2 separate regions of the Mus musculus genome follow, and region 1 is linked to region 2. Evidence: chromatin contacts called from public Hi-C data. All regions are on one chromosome and are shown on one strand. The core of a region is the stretch at or near the end of the contact, and the rest is flanking DNA. Distances in the headings are between cores, read along the strand shown.

Evidence for each region. A called contact is a pair of places that touch in the nucleus more often than the background predicts.
Region 1: a Hi-C map of rod photoreceptor shows a contact between it and region 2, with 2.3 times the contacts expected there. The contact joins the enhancer-like site here to the promoter of A930003O13Rik in region 2. A contact is called at or near these places in 6 of 39 promoter capture datasets (the HPC-7 cell line, cranial neural crest, embryonic stem cells and 1 more), 7 of 484 Hi-C or Micro-C datasets (embryonic stem cells, frontal cortex, rod photoreceptor and 1 more), 3 of 115 datasets of contacts at active chromatin or transcription factors (embryonic forebrain and embryonic stem cells) and 1 of 9 other capture datasets (adipose tissue).

What each region holds. Positions count from the first base shown.
Region 1 is chr5:22,857,334-22,861,944 of GRCm38.p6, reverse strand. All of the region lies in intron 1 of Lhfpl3 (lipoma HMGIC fusion partner-like 3), which reads right to left. Among named protein-coding and RNA genes, the nearest start is that of A930003O13Rik, 110 kb to the right of the region's middle. Within about 2 kb of position 2,799, at least 3 of the 459 cell types and tissues checked have an H3K27ac peak or open chromatin away from gene starts, as enhancers often do. A contact at or near this core is called in rod photoreceptor, where this site is marked.
Region 2 is chr5:22,745,080-22,749,416 of GRCm38.p6, reverse strand. A930003O13Rik (RIKEN cDNA A930003O13 gene) reads left to right here and starts at 2,533. Exons shown (of 3, transcript NR_027362.1): 1 at 2,533-3,832. It overlaps Lhfpl3 (lipoma HMGIC fusion partner-like 3), which reads right to left and starts at 3,363. Exons shown (of 3, transcript NM_029990.2): 1 at 2,792-3,363. The coding sequence starts at 3,224.

The sequences.
Region 1 (4,611 bases), core at 1,550-4,049, 110 kb before region 2:
TGTATATTTTTATTGGGTAACTAATCAGGAGCAGACTAACCCATGGGAGTTGCTAATTCTGCTTTTCTCAACAGTAATTAGCTCTCTGTAGTGCTTTGTCTAGAGGTGGGAGGTCTGACATTGACCTCCTTCAGTGTAAGCATATCTGTTGGTATTATCATTGTCCAGGTCCTATTTATGCAGAATGTTTGAAGAGAGGCAGTCACTTTTTGACAGTCATGATGCAGAAGTTAGAACAGATCATTTAAAAAAATACTTATTTTTATTTGTATGTGCATATATGCATACCCATGTCTGAGTGTTTATGCAATGTGCATGCAGTACCCATGGAGGCCAGGAGAGGGCCCTGGATCTCCTGGAGCTAAGGATATAGGCAGCTGTGAGCTGCCCAGCGTAAGTCCTGGAACCCAAACTCAGGATCCCTGCCAGGGCAGAGATCACACTTAACCACTGTCCCATCTCTCCAGGCCCTAGGGTGGCTCTTTTAATGATAAGAATAACATGTTTTTAAAATGTCAGATTCCACAAGGAAAATAACTCTGCCTCTTCCCTACCATTCTGACATATTCCTGAGAGTGAGTTCTCATGAAAACTCACAAGAACACAGGAGAGAGAGAGAGAGAGAGAGAGAGAGAGAGAGAGAGAAGAAAATGAGTTGCCTAATAGTATCTATCATGAAAGGATTTTTTTCTTTGACTTCTTTTTGCCTACTTCAGTGTAAACGGGGACAGAAAACTGAAAATAAACCCAGAAGGTTGTCTGAGCCAAACAACTTGGCTGAAATGCTATAGGGGATCGGCCTCCTCATGTGTCACCAAACAAGAGAATTGGGGTTGGCATCTCTGATCGTCAAACAAGATGAAAATCCCCCCCCCCATTTCTATGCTTCCAGGAGGCTAGCAGATGACACTGGAGAAAGGAAGTAGAGTTTGGAGCAATCATCCCCAACCCCTCCTCAAAGGATGATGGGAAAGCCTCAGGGAGAAGTGATTCTCCAGCCCAGGCTTCTGCTCGAGTAAACTACACGTGCATTAGCAACACAGGAGGTAATAGGTACTTTAGATATTTAAATAGGCAAAGACAAGCTCTTACAGCCAAAATGATTTAGGAGGCACTGTCAATTCACATATAAGAAGCAGGAGGACTTTAATTTCCCACTTCTCCATGTCCTACTGAGATTCATTAAACATACTTAGATTATACACTCATCTATACACACCATGTCTCCAGGGTGTGACAGTTTCCATTAAGGCCCAGCAGCACAGTATGGCAGAGGGTGGTGACTCCATCTACATCCTAATGTACTGCTTAATTAGAGATCTCTGCCTCACCCATCACTATAAGAACAAACAAGCACGCCCTCTTCACTAGAGAAGATTCTATGGAATTCCATGGAATTCTATCTTTGAGTTAGAAGTCAACTTCTGAACACCTGCATCTGGGAAGATATATAGCAAATGCCCTCAATTGTAATACCATCCTGAAGGAGATTAGCCCTTCTAAAAGATGTGGGGAAATACCATCTTAGCTTTAATCCAAAGAGCACCTTTGTGAGACAATTCCATTCGTACTGTGTACACACCTGATTGCAGATAGTGAGGACAGACTAAGAGCATCATTTTCAATGGGTCTTATAATTTTGTCAGTAACTTATTTCACATTTAAATGACCAAACAAAAATATTGCCAGAACCTAAACATAAAATCATTTCATTCTATTTTTAAAAGACAATCGAGCATTTTGGTTTCCATCAAAGCTATTCAGTTTAATAGTTTGTGTGCTGTTTCCTGCTAGCTCCAATGCTGAGAGGCTGTTCATAATAGAAATATCTATAAAAACAATCACACCAACTGAGTTTTACATGGAAATAGAGCATTGAACAGTTTCTATACAGTACAGAAATGGTTTTCCAAAAGAGGCTGCAAAAATACTTATAAAGCAGTAGAGGGAATTAGCTGAATGCAGTGGATTGACAAGCTATCAACAAAATAACACACATTTTTCATGAAAATGGCTAAATGACTATTTACTTGATGAACTGCAATGTAATGGTGCTGAAGGAGCCTTTTTTCTGCACTGGCAAAATAATGTGTGTTTACCAAAACTGGGTAATTATAGAGTCATCATATAAAGTACTGTCTGTGCCTGCCAAGGAACGAGATGAACCTGCTACCGGGTAAGGCCTGGAAACTTGGCTCTGGTTATTTCTAACTCTAACACAGCAGACAAGAATGGGCAAACAATATGCAGAAGAATGACTGAAGGAGGAAAAGGTCTTCCTTAAATAAAGATAGAGTCTACCAGCTAAACCCGTGATTCTAATGTTACTGATGTTGAAGATGGAAGGTGTTCACATGGCTTGAAGAGGAAAGCATAGCTTTGAACACATAACCATTTAGTTCAAAATGATATTCTTTTTCATTAGATGTATTTGGAAGACTAACGATAAATCTTATTTTAACTTAAAAGATAGATTCCCTGTGTAAGGGAAATTAGTAATAACATCTGAGAAAGGAAGTTGACAATATTTGATTGTTGAAAGGCAACTCCTTCAGAGAACACACGGACTCTTGGAGCCAATGGAAAGTGTTTATTTGCTGGCCAGCAAGCTACACAAGAAAGTTGCCCAAATCATGTAACTTACTGTTCTTTATATGTGCAAAAATCATATCCTGTGGACACACATCAATTAGCAAGAACTGTTAGCAGTAAACAGAGCTACAGATGCTACACAGCAAAGTGAGGACACTCAGGGGCCTTCCCAGAACTAGGAACTAGGACAGATTAGGTCTTAATTCTCGTTTGGCAGGTGTGATGGTCTATGAGCTGGGCTCTTAGTTCAGAATGGTGCCTTGTTCCTCTAACATGGAGTCAGGTGTGCTAAGGTATACAGTCCAAATTAGCACAGTGCATGGTCTACTTCTCTTTCTGTTGCTGTAATACACACCACGACCAACTACTACTTGGATAGAATAGCTTGGATAGAATATCTTACAGGTTATAGTCTATCATAAAGAGAAGCCTAGGTGAACATGCAGACAGGAACTGAAGCAGAGACCAGACACTCTGGAGGAGCATTACTCGCTGGCTTAATTCTTCTATTTCTCATACAGTCCAGAAACGTCTGCCTAGAAATGGCACAGCTCACAGCAGACTGTGTCCTTCTACATCAATAAATAAAATGCCCCATAGCCATGCCCACCAGGCCAGTTCTGATGGGGACAGTTCCTCAACCGAAGGTCCCTCTTTCCAAAGACGCTAGTCTGTATCACTTTGACAAAAACTAACCAGTAAAAAAAATATATATAAATCCTGGTCATTTGCTTTCAGATAAATAGTTTTTTATATATAGTTAAATCAATGGATACAGAGATTCACAATATATAAAATAATATTTTAATAGATAATTCAAATAGTTAAATGTCTAATATGGGAAGCTTGGGAAAGAATCTCTTTGGGGAACACAGAGGTCAAAATGTAAGGAACATCTGCCGTTGGTGTAATACCTGTCTCAGAATAAGAAGTAGCCACTTCTGCTAAACACTATTAAGAGCTTAATACAGCTCAAAGCAGACAAGCAAACAAACCCCTAAGGGATGTCAGCAGAGGTGAAGACCACTGGCAGCACCAACCTACAAGGAATCTCTCTGGTTCTCTGGGGACAGCATTTGGCATCCTCACGTGTTTTAGTTGACCAACAAGTAAAGTGTTTTAAGCCCCTCTCATGACACTGACAAAGAATAGTTATAACTTTTTCGTTTTAAATAGGAATAATGTAACTTATCACAACTTTCAGAGATAGCACCCATTTCTTCCGATAAATAGTCTTCTCTTTGGTCATATAATAGGGTAGAAAAAAGCGGTGCAAAACTGGATAAAGGCTTCAGTCAAGATCAAAACTGAATTAGTCACAGGCTTTAATATTGTGCCTGCCATTGTAGTGTTTTCTGATCTTCTAAAAATTCACTTAAAGAATTCACTGAATTAGTCAGAGTGGGCATATTGTCTTGGGACTGACATTAGGTGATGGAGTCTGTTCTTTTTGTGTGAGTGTGCACGTGCGTGTGTGCATGCATGTGTGTGCGTGTGTGCGTGTGCATGCATGCGTGTGTGTGTGTGTGTGTGTGTGTGTGTTAAGTTTCTAACAGTGGTTATAACCTAGATGGATTATGATGAAGACTTCCTGCTCAGAAGGTCCATACAGACAGAGAGAACACGCACAACTCTGCAGGATCTGGAAGCATCGTTTCTGGGACCATTTGGATCTTTGGCTTTCTACCTGCCCCTTGCCTCCTGAATTACCAGTTCATCCTGTAAATGACTATCCAGATGTACGAAGGGCAAAAATCACACGCGGAATGTACCTCCTCACCCCACAGAGAACCTGCCTCCTTACCACATGGGGAACTTACTCCTCAAGTCAATTCAACTCAAGTCCGTTTCTACTGAAAATGACTTCTCAAATTCAAAGATATTTTTCTCATTTATTTTTTTTTTGGGCTATTTCCCAAGGATCTCTAGGAAGAACTCATAGAAACTGACCTACACGGCATTTTTTTTCAAACAAGTATCTGCTTTGTACAATAATTCTGTGTCCCTCAGAAAGCATTG
Region 2 (4,337 bases), core at 1,284-3,783:
TAAAATGTTCAAGGTTTCATACTACTACAAAATAGTCTACATTCGTCATCTTAATGTATCACTTCGTGTAGAATTTGACACTCTACCTGACTTCTGATGCTATCACATTAAAGTGATTAGATAGCCACACATACAAGCTAGTTAGTTAGCTTCAAATTAAGGTTAAAGAATATCCAATAATCAAATGCTACATTAAGTCTCACCTCTCATATTTAGAAATTTTCCCTAAAGGTTATTCTGGGTAGTTAAACTATAAACATGGAGAGCTTATGCAACATTAAAGAGCGCTACAAAGGAGACACCCAAAGCTCTGCAGCCTCAGAGAGCATTTAGTACATTATGTACCATGCCACATTTCTCACATCCCCAAAAGTAAAACACAAAACAAAACCCTAAAACTAAAACCATGTTGAATGCATCATTCCTCACAAATATCTCCTAGGTCTCATCTCATTCCTTTAAAATTTATAAATACAATTCACATAATTCTTAATTGACAGCTCATCATAATTGATTATTTTATTAAGATAGTTGATTAATAACTGAAACCAGAGGTAAAGTAACAAATTCCAAAGGCTTTTAAAGGCATAATATTTAAGGCTATTCAAATCTCTGGATGAAGAAAATCCCTTCATACGCACTGCAGTACAAAGACTATCAGGGCATTTTAATGGTATGGAAATGTAAATGGAACATTTAATTCGTGTCTGAGTACATGACAGCATGTGTTCCTGCTCCAGAGTTTATCGTGTTCTGTGTTCTCTACTGTAGGAAAAGCAAGAGGCCACACTGTAAGATCTGAAGTTTATGCTACTTCAAAAGTGATCATTTCCCCCAAAGGTAGTTTTCTTTATTTTTATTTAAAAAATACATTTTTAGAATATAAATCTTCATTAAAATAAAAGAATCAACTATGTGCTTTTGGAGAAATATTCACAAACAACTCTCAGACCTTTGAGAAATAATCTAACTCGAATCACCAGTCTAAATAGGTCATTTAACTGAGAAGAATTAAAATTAGCAGTGTAGGGTCAAGTGTTTCCCTGAAACATATGCAGCCTGCCTGTCCTATTCTCTTCAAAGTCAAATCAGAGGAAAGTACCATGAAGAAGCGCAATGAAGAAGTCTACCGAACATCTCAGTTATTCTGCTTCTGAAATGTCAACAAAATTAATGAGAGTAAAAAGGCACAGAGCAGGGGATAAATTCGAGCTGGGGAGGGCAGAGTGACCACAGGAAATAAGCTCTTTCTGTGCAGCAGGATGACAGGATGCTCGTCCCTGCGTCTCACACACAAACTTTCACAGTAAATGCAAATGCAATGCAGCAAGACAAACCTCAAACAAGCACTTCAGTCCATGCTAAGCTTCACTTCTTCGATGAAACTAACAAGAACAAGAACCTTTCCTGATACAGATACAGAGCCTGAGATCCCAGCACTAGAAGGCTGAGGTGAGTGCACCAGGAGTTTGAGGCCAGCCTCTGCTGCACAAAGGGACCCGGCATCCCAGAATAACAGGAACTTTAGCTTGTCCCAACATCTTTCAGCATTTCCTCATCTTACACATTCTGATAAGCTCAGTAATGAAATCTCTCTTCTCCCAGAAGCCTTCAAAACATTATAGAATAAACATTCCCTTAAGTCTAAGATACTTAAATACTGATGATAATAATAAGTCATAAATAAAGATGTTTAACTGCTGGAGACATTCAAGATCCCTCCATTCCAAAGGGCTTCATCAATGTGTCGAAAAACAAGGACCCTTGACTTTAGACTGGAAGGCAGGAGAGGAGACAGAACAGAAGTGCAGTAAGCACGGGTGTTGTTTCCGGACTCTTCAAAGCCACCAGAGAAGGCACTCCACATTCTTTCTTAATTGAAAGTAACTTTGATGCTGGCGGATGTGGGGAAGGGAGTCCTATCATAGCCTCAGCTGGCAACAGTACACTGAACAGAGGGAAGATCACTGGTGCTAGTGAAGCCAGTTTTCTCCTCGCCTGCTTTCCTAACACCCCTTCCCCAAAATGAGGTCTTGAGAAATCCCCATTCTCCCAAGACGTCTCTGCCTGTTTAGAGATGAAATGGAAGGACCTTGGCTGACAAGGAGACGCTGGAGGTGTGGCATCGAGGAACTGCTAAGGAACACTCTACGCTACATTTTTTTTTTTCTTTTTAAGAAAACCGGGGGAGGGAGGGGTGCCTAAACAAAATTAGGATTTACTCATCACCAGATGGATGATAAAATATTTATGGTTGCCAAAGACAAATTTACACGCCCCCCCCCCTTCCTCCCAACACTCACACACCCTGAAGCAAAGGCGGAAATAATCCAGGGAAGGGCAGAACAGGTTGGCTTGCTCTAAATCCTCTTTTCACCCGCTTGTACCAGACTCCCCTAGTCCCCAGCTCACGCACATAAACACACACACACACACACACACACACACACACACACACACACACACGGAGCCCAGCCTCTAAGTGGCCACTTCTCCGCCCCACTACCCCATCATTAGTTCTGAGCGGACTCTGCCCAACAACTGCTCAGCCTCCAAGGCGTCCCTATGGGTGGCGTCCCTAGCATCCAAGAGGTTCGGAAACGCCTGGGGACCTGGCGCCAGTGCCAAGGTTGAGGAACCTGGGGGTTCCTCCTTCCACGCCTTCAACCTGAGAGAGGATTAAGTTGTCCCGGACTGGCAGAGCTCAGGAAGCGGTCCCTCCCACTCCAGCCTCTCTGGAGCTCGGACACCCAGGGGTCCCCTGCCTCCGTGGAGGTGAGCGCGCACTCACCGGAGGTGAGCTGCATCCAAGCACAGATCTTGTACACGGTGGCTGTGTTGCAGAAGAAGAAGAGGGTAAAGCAAACGATGCAGGCGATGATGAGCATCATGGAGAGGCCGATGAAGAAGGAGGCGGCTTTGAAGGCGCCCGAGGGCAGCGTGGAGAAGTCCGTGAAGCTACCCCTGCAGGTCAGCTCCCGGGAGAAGCCGTTGCCGATGCAGTAGTGGAAGAGCCCGAAATAGCCGGCTTGCGGGGTGTCCACGCCGTCGCCGATCCAGTAGGGCTGGATGAAGCACACCACATTGACGATGGCAAAGCAGATGGTGAAGATGGCCCACAGCACGCCGATGGCCCGCGAGTTCCGCACATAGTTGGTGTGGTACAGCTTGGCAGCCTCCTGAGCCGGGAGCATCGCGGCGGCGGCGGCGGCGGCTCCGGGCATTCTCCCCCTCCTCCTCCTCCTCCCGGTCCTCCGCCTCCCCCCGCCTCTCGGCGCGCAGGAGACACACTCGCCGAGCGAGCGGCGTGCGTTGCAATTCCCCTGCCTCCGCCTCAGCCCAGCAGCACCAGTTCTAGAGTCTGCACCCTCGCTCCCGGAAGGAGGGAGGGGGAGCGTGGAGCACCCCTCCGGCTCGCCAGGCACAGCCTCCCGCCCCCCTCTTCCCTCCCTCCTGGACCCGGCTCCAGCCCTGCTTTGCACCCTCCACTCCTCTGCTCGTTGCTGCAGCTGCTGCAGCTGAAGCCTGCGAGCCCTCACGCCCCCTTACTCTTCATCTCGCCTTTGACCCTCTTTCCTGTAGGCTCTGCTGGTGCCCCAGGTCACAGAGGATCGCGGCTACCAGGAGATGCTTCTTAAGTGCCAGGAGCAAGAGAAGCAGACGTGGAGTTATAAGAGCGCGCCCAGAGGAATCCTAGAGGCACTCCCTGGATCCTGGAGGATGTGCTGCTGGCCAAGAGGCTGATCCTGAGCTTTTCATCACCGCACAGGAACGTGCTTTGACCTCTGCATCTCTGCAGGGAAAAAAAGAGGCAGCCTTATGGCAGGTGTAGGTGAGAAAGGAAGAGAGATGTGGTTCCCGGGGAGGTATCCCTGTTAAAACCACAGAATTGCCCCAAGCTAACTCTTAGGTGACCTCAGGTTGGCAGATGGAGACAGGAGAAGTTGGGCAGAAGTCTGTCACACAATAATGTAGAAGTCACGCCTGGAGGGTGATCCTCTATTGTTTCTCGTCCCACTTTTCCACTATGCAACCAAATGAACTATGGCAAATGGAAACCCCAAGCTTCGCTTGAAGTCAAACCTTTTCTCTCCCACGCGGCTTGCAATAGATGGGGCCTGCATGCACAGAAGTAGTTATCACAGAATTTTAGAGTTTGTTTGAAAACATCGGATAATTTGGCAGGTGTTTCATTTATTGCACAAATACTCATTGGCAGCTAGCATGTGCTAAAGATAAAGAGGGATAAAGATAAATGGGATGAGTGCCTTAACAGTGGAAGTATTTCCACCTCTCCCACAACCAAAAGCTCCAGTTAACCCGAGAATTGGTTTTAG